Linked DNA regions of Mus musculus: region 1 is linked to region 2. Evidence: chromatin contacts called from public HiChIP or PLAC-seq data. All regions are on one chromosome and are shown on one strand. The core of a region is the stretch at or near the end of the contact, and the rest is flanking DNA. Distances in the headings are between cores, read along the strand shown. Region 1 has its middle 11 kb from the start of Gm22521. Region 2 has its middle 280 kb from the start of Gm41333.

Evidence for each region. HiChIP or PLAC-seq counts read pairs in DNA pulled down with a chosen protein or histone mark.
Region 1: a contact with region 2 is called in a BATF HiChIP or PLAC-seq map of CD8 T cells, with 12 read pairs. The contact joins two enhancer-like sites. A contact is called at or near these places in 1 of 484 Hi-C or Micro-C datasets (3T3-L1-derived adipocytes) and 1 of 115 datasets of contacts at active chromatin or transcription factors (CD8 T cells).

The regions. Positions count from the first base shown.
Region 1 is chr15:62,779,300-62,785,199 of GRCm38.p6, reverse strand. No RefSeq gene overlaps it. Among named protein-coding and RNA genes, the nearest start is that of Gm22521, 11 kb to the left of the region's middle. Within about 2 kb of position 4,224, at least 12 of the 459 cell types and tissues checked have an H3K27ac peak or open chromatin away from gene starts, as enhancers often do. A contact at or near this core is called in CD8 T cells, where this site is marked.
Region 2 is chr15:62,389,482-62,395,847 of GRCm38.p6, reverse strand. No RefSeq gene overlaps it. Among named protein-coding and RNA genes, the nearest start is that of Gm41333, 280 kb to the left of the region's middle. Within about 2 kb of position 2,792, at least 86 of the 459 cell types and tissues checked have an H3K27ac peak or open chromatin away from gene starts, as enhancers often do. A contact at or near this core is called in CD8 T cells, where this site is marked.

The DNA of each region.
Region 1 (5,900 bases), core at 2,975-5,474, 390 kb before region 2:
CAAATCTTAAGTATTCATTAAGAAATATTTTCTATTAAGAGAAATATGTAGGATAGACACACAAATCAAAAGTTTAGTGTCTAGAGTTTTCTCAATCCTTCTTCCTTCTCCTGTGAACAAATACAATTTAGATATCCCAGAATTCTCTGTGACCCTATGACAATTCCAGGCAATGAGACCTGCACATGAGTAATGTAGAGCACCCCCTAGCCCAGCCCTTGGCAACTCCTCAAGGTTCTCAACACATACTCTCTGTTCTCCCAGTGTTCAGTTGGCAGACAGAGAAAACCCTTCAAGAGATAGTCATGTGGTGACAGACTGGCACACTTATGGCTTTGAGGAAAATCTAAGAAACCAATTGCATCTACAATAAGCTCTGATATGAGAAAGTGATTGTTGGTCTTGTTCACTAGATCATTGAGATTTCAGGACTGTATGCTATTCATCAAACATCAGAGGGAATTTGATAATTCAGTGTTGGGTGTTTCTGTAACAAAAAGGTAAAAGAAAGCATTAATTGGCAAGGAAATGTAACGAACAAAACTAATACAAGAAGGAGGGTTAGGTCATTTAATTATGCAAAAAGTTTGGTTTCAATCCAACTTGTGGGTGCTTACAGTAGAATTTGCATGCCTGGCAAACCATGATCTTATTTAAAAACTGTAGCAAGAGAACCCTATTACTGCACATTGACTGCACATGGCTGCCTTTGGATTATGTTAACACTCAAGGATAAAAACAGATATTTTGTATGTGAAAATGGAAGAGAAATAAGACCAGAAATGTGTTTTTTTTTAATATTTTTTAAGTTGGAAAATTTAATAATGCCAGGCCTTTTCAAGTCAATAAATGGAATAGGATGGAGAAAATTCTTTTTTTTTTCCATTTTTTATTAGGTATTTAACTCATTTACATTTCCAATGCTATACCAAAAGTCCCCCATATCCACCCACCCCCACTCCCCTGCCCACCCACTCCCCCTTTTTGGCCCTGGTATTCCCCTGTACTGGGGCATATAAAGTTTGCAAGTCCAATGGGCCTCTCTTTCCAGTGATGGCCGACTAGGCCATCTTTTGATATATATGCAGCTAGAGTCAAGAGCTCCGGGGTACTGGTTAGCTCATAATGTTGTTCCACCTATAGGGTTGCAGATCCCTTTAGCTCCTTGGCTACTTTCTCTAGCTCCTCCATTGGGAGCCCTATGATCCATCCATTAGCTGACTGTGAGCATCCACTTCTGTGTTTGCTGGGCCCCGGCATAGTCTCACAAGAGACAGCTACATCTGCGTCCTTTCAATAAAATCTTGCTAGTGTATGCAATGGTGTCAGCGTTTGGATGCTGATTATGGGGTGGATCCCTGGCTATGGCAGTCTCTACATGGTCCAGGATGGAGAAAATTCTTAACTGAGACAATGATAAATACGTTTCAATCAATCTATTTAATCCTGAGGACTTCATTAGCAAAGACTGAAAGTGAAAAGTAGGAAACATAAAATTGATTAATTTTAAAAAGTGTATATGAGAACCAAGTCTATGAAACAGATTGGAGTGTTTTCATACATGGAATTGACATGTAACATCAATTAGAAAGTACAAAACTGTTGGAAATATTATACTGGCATAAATTCACTAAAATTTTAAATTCATTTAAAAGCAGAAGTCCTTTAGGCTTAATTCATCTTTAGGATTTTAGTATTAAAAACAACAACAACAACAACAGGACACAAATTGTAAATCCCTTAAGGATGATATACACTGGTACTGATTAAAATGTCCTCTAAAATCGCTATTGTTAAAAGAACAAAGGCACCCAAAGATAGAACCACAGGTCATTAAGTGCACACACACACACACACACACACACACACACACACACACACACACACACAGGGTGTTTTTCTACCAGTGAAAACAGATTTGGGGCCTGCAAAGAAACTTTCTCAAGTATCCACATTAGTGCGACCCATTCAAACTTAATCTTGTGGAATGTCAGGACAACGATGACCAGTATGATGACCAGTATCTGAACTCAAGGTCCTCAGATCATGACCTAAGATCTGAAAGCTAAGCAAAAAAGGGTACTTGAAAAATGCCATGGGAAATCATTCCAAGGAAGGAGTGGAGCATCAGAAGTATGCTGAGAAAGCACTTGAGCCATAAAGTATTCACAACCAAGGACTCAGCCAATCGCACTGAAGAGTAGAAGCTGGAAAATTTCTTCCCGAACGTCCCAGTTGATGCAACAAGCTATGTCTTTACACCCTACATCAATTACTGGATGCAAGCTGCTACAGAATAGGTACTGTTCTTAAATGGCATTTGTTGAAGGAACATGAGCTGAGAACTAAGAAATGAGAGCATGAGCAGTTAGGGCCCTTGAGGGGGGTCTGGGATGGAAACCCAAGTGTCTATTGTAACTAGTGGTTTATATTTATTGTATGTTTCCCCTTCATAAGTGAGATGATATGTTTCCATAAACCATGCAAGGTCTGCTATTGTATAATAGCTGTTGGGAGGCAGGAAGGACGATGGGGGAAGGAAACTTATCTTCATGGATCATCTTCATGAAGGCAGACATCTGGATGAATGGAGAAGCCTGCACAGCATCTGGAGATACAGTTTCTTTGAACAGGACATTAAACTGTGCCTGGTAGGGAGAAGACCAGCATATTGTATTTATTTATTTATTTATTTATTTATCATTTTATTTGTTTACATTTCAAATGTTGGCTCCCTTCTCAGTCTCCCTTCCATGAACTCCCCACCCCACTCCCCTCCTATTTGCCTGTAAGAGGGTGCTTCCCCTCCCACCCACACACTCCCATATTTTATGTTAAACAGGAGGAATGAAGTTGACTGTTGGAGACTGAAAAGGATCAATGCAAGAGTTTGCTCCATTTTTAGTTTCCATTTACCCTTTATCAGGGACAAGAGAGCGGTATTTCCAGATTCATTTTCACTAAGAAGCAGCATGGGAGAGTCATTTTATAGCTATGTACTTGAACCAAAATACATAAGGAGCTGGAATACCTACACTATTCTTTGAAAGAAAGTGCCCAACCCATGGCAGATGATGATGGTGATGACAATGACAATGATGATGACAATGATCGTGACAATGACAAGAACACTTTTTTGTGTGAAATTACTGAGAACAAGAATTGTATTTCACCAATAACAAGAAGTAATTAGCCCGAATCATGTCTAAAATATTGTGGTACATACATTTCTAAGGCTAGGAGAGTAGACTAAATTATCCAGAAAAAAAAAAATACCTGAAGAGAAAACATTTCCAACTTCAAAAAAAAAAAATGTCAAATGAAATTGAGAGTCATATAGATCCTGAAGATATATTTTGTATATTAATGGACAGATACAGTGAGAAACATAAACTTTAGTATCTCCATTAGGTTCTGGTGCCAAGATCATACTTTCGATTTTTTTAACCTATTAGTCACTTTTCTAAACATGAAAAAGTGGTGTTCTTATATACCTTAGGACTTTAATATGCTAATATACTTTAAGTCTTCCATCCCCACCCTACCACCTGCCATACTGTCAAAGGCTTCTAAAGGTACTGCCATCCAGCATTTATATAAAGAGTATTCTGGGGTCCCCTCTTCAGTCGAAGAACATCCTAAATCACAGATACAGCATCATTTTTTTAAAGGCAGCATGGAGGTGTCTTTATAAACCATAAACTTGTTTTGATGGCTTCTATCGCCAGAGGAGGATAAAGGAAAACGGGTGTTGGGAATATTAAGATTTAAAAGCTCAGTACTTTACTCCCCCCCCCCTTGTCAAAACTGAGTTTTATTAGCAGATGAGCTTTGAAGTATCTCAAGGGGAGAGCAGTAGTAATGGAGGCTGAACAAGAAAAACAAATGCATTTCCCAGGTTTCATCTGAGTGGATATGTCCCCAACATACACAAGTACTAAATAGCAAGTAGTCATGCATCACCATACATATTTTGGAATCCTTTTATTTTGAGAGCAAAACAGGTGTTTAGAATAATCACTAGCTCAAAGGCCTGGAAATGGGAGAAAGCCACAGTTTCACTGCTTTGAAAAAAAAAATCAATTGCTCAGAGGGGGAAAATAGCAGATTAAAATTTTATGCCATAATTTTACAATTGATCATCAGTGCCACGGAGAGCATACTATGAAGTTTATTTTCCAACCACTGGAAAAATGAGATGTGTCTTGAAAGATGGTATTTTTAGCATAAGTGACTGTGTGGTTAAATATAGATTTTTGTTTCACTTTCTTCCAACTGTGAATGTGATTGTGTTCATATGCTTGGGAAATTTGCATATAATGTATGCTATTTGTATCATAGCCAAATCACTTGAATTTAAGCTACACTGCTGGCTGAAATGGAAATGTAGCCCACAGAGATAAATATACTTATCATTCATTTCTTAAGGCTCAAAACCCAAAAGAATATCTTCCATAATTTGTGAATTCACCCATCTGGCAAATTTGCCAATAATTATCTAGTTCTTCCTTCTAGAAAAGCCAGCCACTGGATAAGGAGCAATAATTGTGGTCTGCAGCTTGTGAGAAAACAGAAGATTAAATCCAAAATGTTTGTGACTGCCTATAATATTTCTGAGAAAGTCTGATCTAAAACAAAACAAAACTGATTTATTCATCAAATTTCAGTAGTAATAAAGCCGTATCCACAGCCAGAGCCAGAGCCATATCCACAGCCAGAGCCAGAGCCATATCCACAGCCATAGCCAGAGCCATATCCACAGCCATAGCCATATCTTGAGCTGTATCCACAGCCTCACACACTGTAAAGTTCACCCTTGCAATAGAAATCATTTACTTTTACAGTTAATTAATTTATAGTTATTTTTACTATATTCACAAGTTTGAATTATCACCTTTATCCAACTATAGCCATTTTCATCATCTTAAAATGTATAGCTGACAATGAAAATTAATATGGAGGTTCTTAAAACAATAAAAAAGAAAATATCCATAGTTCTCAAAAGAATATACTCAAAAAGTAATATGAACTTCCTATAAGGATATCTTCATGCCCATGTGTCTTTATGCACTATCTACATCAGATCTGTAGAATCTGCCCAGTTACCCACTTGCAGATGAACTGATACAGAAAACATGGTGCATATGCCCAATAAAGCTTTGCTCAGCTGCTGAGGATAACGAAGCCCTATCATTTTTAGGAATGGAGATCATTATGTTAAGTGAGATAGGAAGTCCATAAAATAGACGTATCACGTGGTTCTTCCCATGTGTAGCCTCTGGGAGAGGAAAAGGGCCATGGTAATATAAAGGAGGAGGTGCTGTCAGAGATGTGGAAGTAGAAATAAGGTAAGGGAGTAATGAAGTGTAATGGGAGGGGAAAGTAGTTAAGACTAAAATAGAGCATACATATATGGAGATGTTAAGATTAAGTGCCATACTTAATATAATGAAAATTAAGGCCAGGGTTGGAAGCCACTCAATTGATAAGCATATTTGTCTAGGTGCATGAAGCCCTACGTCCTGTTCCCAATATTGCATAAGTTGGCGTGGTGGTGCTTGACTGTAATCCATGTGCTCAGGAGGTGTAGGCAGGCAGAGCAGAAGCTCACTGTCATTCGTGACTAAACCCTAAGTTTAAGCTGGTGGGAACTACATGATGCCCAGTGTGAAAATTTTAAAATGGAAAAAATAAAGAGCAAGGCTGCATTGCTAACAGTTACTTCTCATTTGCCCCTTTCTCCAGCCTCTGGAAACTACTTATATACTTAGACAGCACAGATTTGCTTTCTGGATGCTTCATATAAATAGGGTCATATAGTCTATGACCATTTGTATCTGGCTCCTTTCAGTAGCCACAGTGTTGGATAAAGTAGCTGAGCTGATGAAGGGGAAACAGAT
Region 2 (6,366 bases), core at 1,543-4,042:
ATGGGAAGACGAGGAATAGGAAATTGTATAATGAGTACAAATAACCAGTCTTACAAGAGGAAAATCATGCTGGACATGAGTTGTCCAGTACTATGACTGTGCTCAAAACTATGGACTGTGTACATCTAAATGATACGGGGAAAGGGGACAGGAAGTGCATAAAGAAAAGACCGAAACAAATGCAAGCAAGCAAGAAAGGTAGCCAAGAAGAGGAAACATGGTTACAACATTATGATTTGAATATGGAATGCCCCTACTATGCCCTGGGTTGGCATCTTTTTCCTCAGCTGGTGGTCACACTGCTTTGGCAGATACTACAAACTTTAGGGGGTAGATAAAGGAAGTAAGTCATTTGGTGGCATACCCTAGAGATGTTTCAGCTATGAGAGGTGATCTGTCTCTACTAACATCCACTCCTGCTGCCATAATAGTCTTTGGCTCAAAGCAGGGTATTCTTTCAACTTTGGGTGCAAATCTCCAGCATCATGAGCCAAAATAAAGCTTGCTTTCTTTTAGGCTGCTTCTCTCCAGAGTTTTTCACAGTTTGAGAAGTGTGTGTGTGTGTATGTGTGTGTGTGTGTGTGTGTGTGTGTGTGTGTTTCTTAATTTTCTCAATTTTTTAAAGAGAGAAGAAAACATAAAGCTGGGTGGGCAGAGGGGTGGGAATAATCTGGGAAGAATTTGGGGAAGAGAAAACATAATCAAAATGTACTGTGTGAAAAAATTTGTCAATAAAAAATTTTAAAGCTGACTTTTAAAATGTACACATAGGTAGAAAGTCCGTGTGTGTGTGTGTGTGTGTGTGTGTGTGTGTGTGTGTGTGTATGTAGCAGTGAGCAGATAGTGATTTATATTGCAGCATATTTTTATAAATAAATATATCTGCCTTGGGCTTATCTAAAATTTCTCCTTTTTCTATAAGGAATACTGTATGTTGTACTTGTAGCAAGATGTTTTAAATGATACATAGAGGAAGGTAGAGAAGAAAAGTAACAAAGACTGGAGTAGAGAAAAAGCAATTGGCATAACCCCTGAACAGATAGACAGAAGGAACTGTGACTTCTTCGAGGAAACTGTCCCAATCCGGTCCATTCTGCGTATTCCTTAAATTAGACCCTAGGCTCCAATGCCCAGCCACTAAATAAATAAATAAATAAATAAATAAATAAATAAATAAATAAATAAATATTAAAAATAAAAGTCTTACAAAGAGCCTGAGCACCTGGAAACAGATGTAATCCAGAAGGTTGGACCAAGTTTCACATGCCTCAGTTTCTTCTTCTTTAATATGCATATGTGCATGCCCCCTGCATATTGTTATGCTTTGACAACTCATACGACAGAGCCCTCAACAGTAGCAAAGGTTGAATAAAGGTTGGTGTCTCACCCATCATCACAGTTTGTTCAGTAAGAGTGTTAGAACTTCAGGCCAGCTGTGCCTTTCCACCTTGTTTCAAGACCAACTTCTGAACTCATGGGGTGGGGGGTGTAAGATAAATGAGGGTAGTGTATTTTTTAGATTTGGATAAGGAAATAATTTGGCAAAGGTCAGCTAGCTAAGAGCAAAAACTATGAACTATCTGGCCCACTGACCAGATTTTTGTCAATAAAACATTTTTAAGTAAACATGTTTTTTACAGCTTGAACTAATTTTATTTGCAAAAATGAACAAGTGGATAAAAGTCTTCATTTGCCCTATTGCTATAAAGTTTCACTAAAACACAGTTATACTCATTGATTTGCAAAAGGCTTTTGTACAAAGGCAGAGTACAATACCTAGGGCACAGAACATATGACCACAGCTAAAGTATATACCTACTCTCTGCCTCTGAGGATAAACTTTGCCAGCACTTGGTTTAAGATGCACATTGATTTATACATACATATGTTTGTACATACATACTTACATACATACACACAAATGCACACATATATTTGCATATATACATATAAGCATATGTATATGTATACAACTCAATAGAAAATGGACTCATGCACCTTCCTCCATGGATCTCCAAGGTGACAAAGCATCAATTGCATGATCACTTGAAGGAAGGTGACCCATATGCTACACACTTGCAACAGCGGGGAATCCAGCTAAGTTCTTCTCACCCTCCTTTTTAACTGGTGATTGTTGGCAAGTTTCACAAAACCAGAACATGGTTATCAAGTGGCAAGAATTGGGAAATTTAATTGGTTTCCCAATGATTAATAGTTGTTAGATGGTTAACCCTGTGGAACCGAAATGACTCACCAGCATCCTTGACTTACTGCTCTTGGTTTCATTAGCCTCGTTCCCCCCTTGCTGTGGTCCCCCTAGGAGGCCTTTGCTGAGCTCCTAGTATGTGTCTGGGGAAGCCACCAACTCCTGATGGCCCTAAAGGCCTCTTTCCTTTTTCTCATTTCTTTTTCTGTGGTGTCAGAGATAGAACACGGGGCCTCTCAAATGCTAGGCACACACTCTACTCTGAGCTCAGTCTTTGAGTTCTCTTTAGACAGGAGGTTACTATGTAGCCCAGATAAGCATAAAAGTTGTAGACCAAGCTAGACTTGGGCTTGAAATATCCTAATTGCCATGTAAGTGATACTGGGGTGCTTCTCTCTGTCTCTGTCTGTCTCTTTCTGTGTGTCTCTATCTCTCTGTCTTTCTGTCTCTCTGTCTGTTTGTGAATGAGTGTGTGTGTTTGTGTGTGTCTCAGCAGCTGAATAAAACACTCCTAGTTCCTGCTATGCTTCACACTCCGGGGTTCAACATTGAAGCTACTGATTGTGGTGATAACAGCAAGGAGGTACTAAAAGGACTGCCTCAGAACAATGCTCTTCATTCAGCTGGGTGGTTCACAGTCTGAATGTGAAGAAACTGGGCTCTCTGCATATTTCAAGAAGAAAGGACCTTAATACAGGAAACTAAAAGCACAACTGTTGTATAGGCTCATAATGACAAGGGACTCTGAAATGGCAGGAACTCAGGAAGCAGTGTGGACACAGATAAACCTCAACATGGGCAAAAAGAAGCAAATGGCAACATCCCATACCTCCTGCATGTGCTCCACTACAGCTACTAAGAATAGAGGCCATTGTTTCTTCACGACTTTCTAGTGAAAGTTGAGGAAATCTGGCCCAGAGGCAGAGTTCTCACATACAGGCAAGAACATAGGCAGAAGGAAGGAAGGGGTGTTGTTGGTTGGTACTCCAACATACTGAGAAATCTGAGAAGACTTCCCAAAGAATGTGGTGCAGAAGGCACAGTTTTGAAAACTTGAGGTCAGCCAAGCCTTGACTTGGTCAGTGATTCATCAGAGGAGTTTCCCTTTCTAGACTGCAGGATCCCAAAGTACGGAAGTGCACCCTTCCCGAGAAGAACTGCTCTTATGCAACTAAATGAAGAGGGAGCCATAAATAGCTTGGTTTGTTTCCTTCCTGGGGAAAGAGATGTAGAAGTTAGTTATTAAAGGAAAAATCAATAACCATCGTCATTGAAACTGTAAGTATAGAAGGGGCTTCTCTCCCAATATACTGTACAGGTAGTTGGGAATTGTGTTAAGAAAAGATTGTTCAAGGTAGGAAAGCCTGTTAATTACAATGACAGCAGAGCACTGAATAGAGATGAGATCCCTAGGTCCTCTCTGGATATAAGCACCACCTCCCTTTTCGGTCCCAGTTTCTTTCTTTCCAGAAATACATCAGGAACAAACTCTCCAGAGAACCATTCCATTGACAGCTTACCTAGCACACAGGCCTCCGAGTTTAGATAGATTTAGCTCATTGTTCTTTGAAAACAAGGACCTAGCAGTGACAAGTACCTCCCACATCTCTTGCTAAGAGCTCTGGACAGCCCTGCCTTTGAATTCTGCAAGAGTCTTTGAGCTAAGTCTTTTACCCACATCTTCCTCATGAGGAAGCATGAACTAGGAAGGGTAGACTCGAACATCTGCTGCTGCATACCAAAGCTCAAGCCCAGAGGTGAGGAATAATTGAAGAAAGGAAAGTCCCTTATTGTATCTCTATTATAAGGTAACTGAATTCTAGTGGGTGTTTCTCAGTCACCTTACAGAATCATGAGGAACATTGAGTTGCTCTGTGGCTGTTTTTCCTACCTTTTATACCATGACCAAATAGGCAATAGTGGTGGCTCACCTTTCCCAAGAAGAGTAGACATCTTTGAGATTCCACAGTTACCTCCCAAACTCCATCTGCATTATTGTCTCAGAAGTATAGATTTAAACATTTAGTTGGTTCTTATAGACTAAAATTCACATGGCTTTCAAAGTTTTTGTTGTTGTTGTTGTTGTTGTTGTTGTTGTTGTTGTTGTTGTTGTTGTTGTTGTTGTTGCTGTTGCTGCTGCTGCTGCTGCTGTTACTGCTGCTGCTGCTGGGGGGGGGGCTGTTGTTGTTGATAATGATGATGTTGTTGTTTTTATTTTTCAGATATAACTTACCTTCCAGGGCTTTCTTCCTTGTTAGTTTTTATATTCTTCAACTTTCATTATGTATTAGAAAAATGCTCATCTTAGTGAACAGAACCTAGAGATACACCTCAAAAATAAAGCTACGAACACATTACAAAGACATGACCCTTGCTTCTTCCATTGGACAATGAGTTTATCACATTCTTTTTCCCTATCATGCCCCGTCTTACCTTGCATTTGTTACTAGTTCTGTGACGTTCCAGATCATTTTCACATTAAGATTTGAAACATTATAAACACTGTTTTCTCCATGACGTTGGAGATTTAATTCCGTTCTCTAATTGAAACAGTGACTTTAAGATTGTGTTCCTCCTCAGTGCTTAGTGTAACTTTTTACTGGCCCCTCTCATTTGGACTATTCTTATGTCTACTCTTTGGACAGCATAGATAAGTGTTTTTGGAGGCTAGTTTATAAATATATGTGTTGTCTCTTTTGCTAACCCATTCTGTATATATGGATACTAACTAGAATAAAAATAGACTATTCGTCAAACAGTATTATGTGTTTTCTGTCATTCAGTATGCCAGGAAGAACAAGACCCCGGTTAGGTTAATGTTTGTCATCATAGTAGGATATATGCCTGGGTGTTGATACAATTTTGTTTTTAATCTCTGTAGGCTGAAGTTTGTACCATGCCACACAGATGTAAGATTGATTCTTGAGGTTAACTAAATTGCAGTCAAGTCTCTGTCCTCCATAAGTATCCTGCCCTCTAACTCAGCAATGCTAACTGTGTTTCATGGCTGCTTGTACTCTCTCCCTATGTTTCTGAAACATCTGTCATTGTTAATCCTTGTTCCCCCTCCCAAAGTTCAAAGAAAGTTCATCAACTATGTTCCCCACATGAATGGCACACCTTCACAGAACACTACTGCTTCCTACCCTTCCTTGTCCCCACAAAGGTTTAATTGTTTATCATATCTAAGCATACAATCTTCTCACTTGCTTCATCTCTCTCCCCTATTTAACCCCTTTTCCTTTCCACATCTCACCTTCAGACACTATGAATTGATGTCAGACTGGACCATTCTGCAAGCACTCTGTGACTGTTCAGCAAAATTGTCTTAAATAACTAGATTCCAGAGTAAAACATTTGCAGCACTGAAAAGCTTTGTTCAACGTATTTTTTACCCTGCAGTACAGTTTTTACTAGCGCTTTGTTGCTGTTGGTTTATTTGTTGTATTCCTCCTCAGACAGAACGAGGTCACTTTGTCGGTATTTGTTAACTTCAAGAAAAATGATTTGCAGTGCAGCTGCCTTCAGGGTCAAAATTTCTTCTTTAATTCATAATTTATGGTTGTGTTGTCCAGTCCAGTGCTAACTTTACAACCAGCTCTCACCTGGAATCCACCTGCCTTGAATATGCTATCTTCTTTACAAGCCCAAGCCCGGCTTCTGCTACATGGAGATAATACAAGAAGGAACAGCTCAGTCCTGGCAAGCAGAGCAATCCCAAGCCATCATGCCTTGGCAACAACCTTCAGAGATTTGTCAGGGGCACTTCCTCCCTGTGGTCACCTTAAATCCTTTCCGCTTTCTGTGTGCCATTTACAGAGTCTCAGCTTCTGCCTAGATTGCAAGAAATGTTAGGAGAGGGAGCCTGAAAAACAAGCAATAATGATTAAGACAAAGACACATGAAAAAGAGAAAGTCACTACTTCATTTCCAGTTGGTAAATGCCTGGAGCTGATTCTGGGTACTGGGTGTGGGCAAGAGCAAATAGCATTACTGCCTGTAGGGAGTGGTCCATGTGCAGGCAGTATGCTCAACTCTTGAGCCAAGGCAGGAGTTCCTCCATCCAGATCCCTCTGTTCCACCACTAATGTGAATCATGCCAAATTTCTTCATGAGCTTGCTTCATATCATCTTGCTCACAAGCATTTAATAAAATGCTG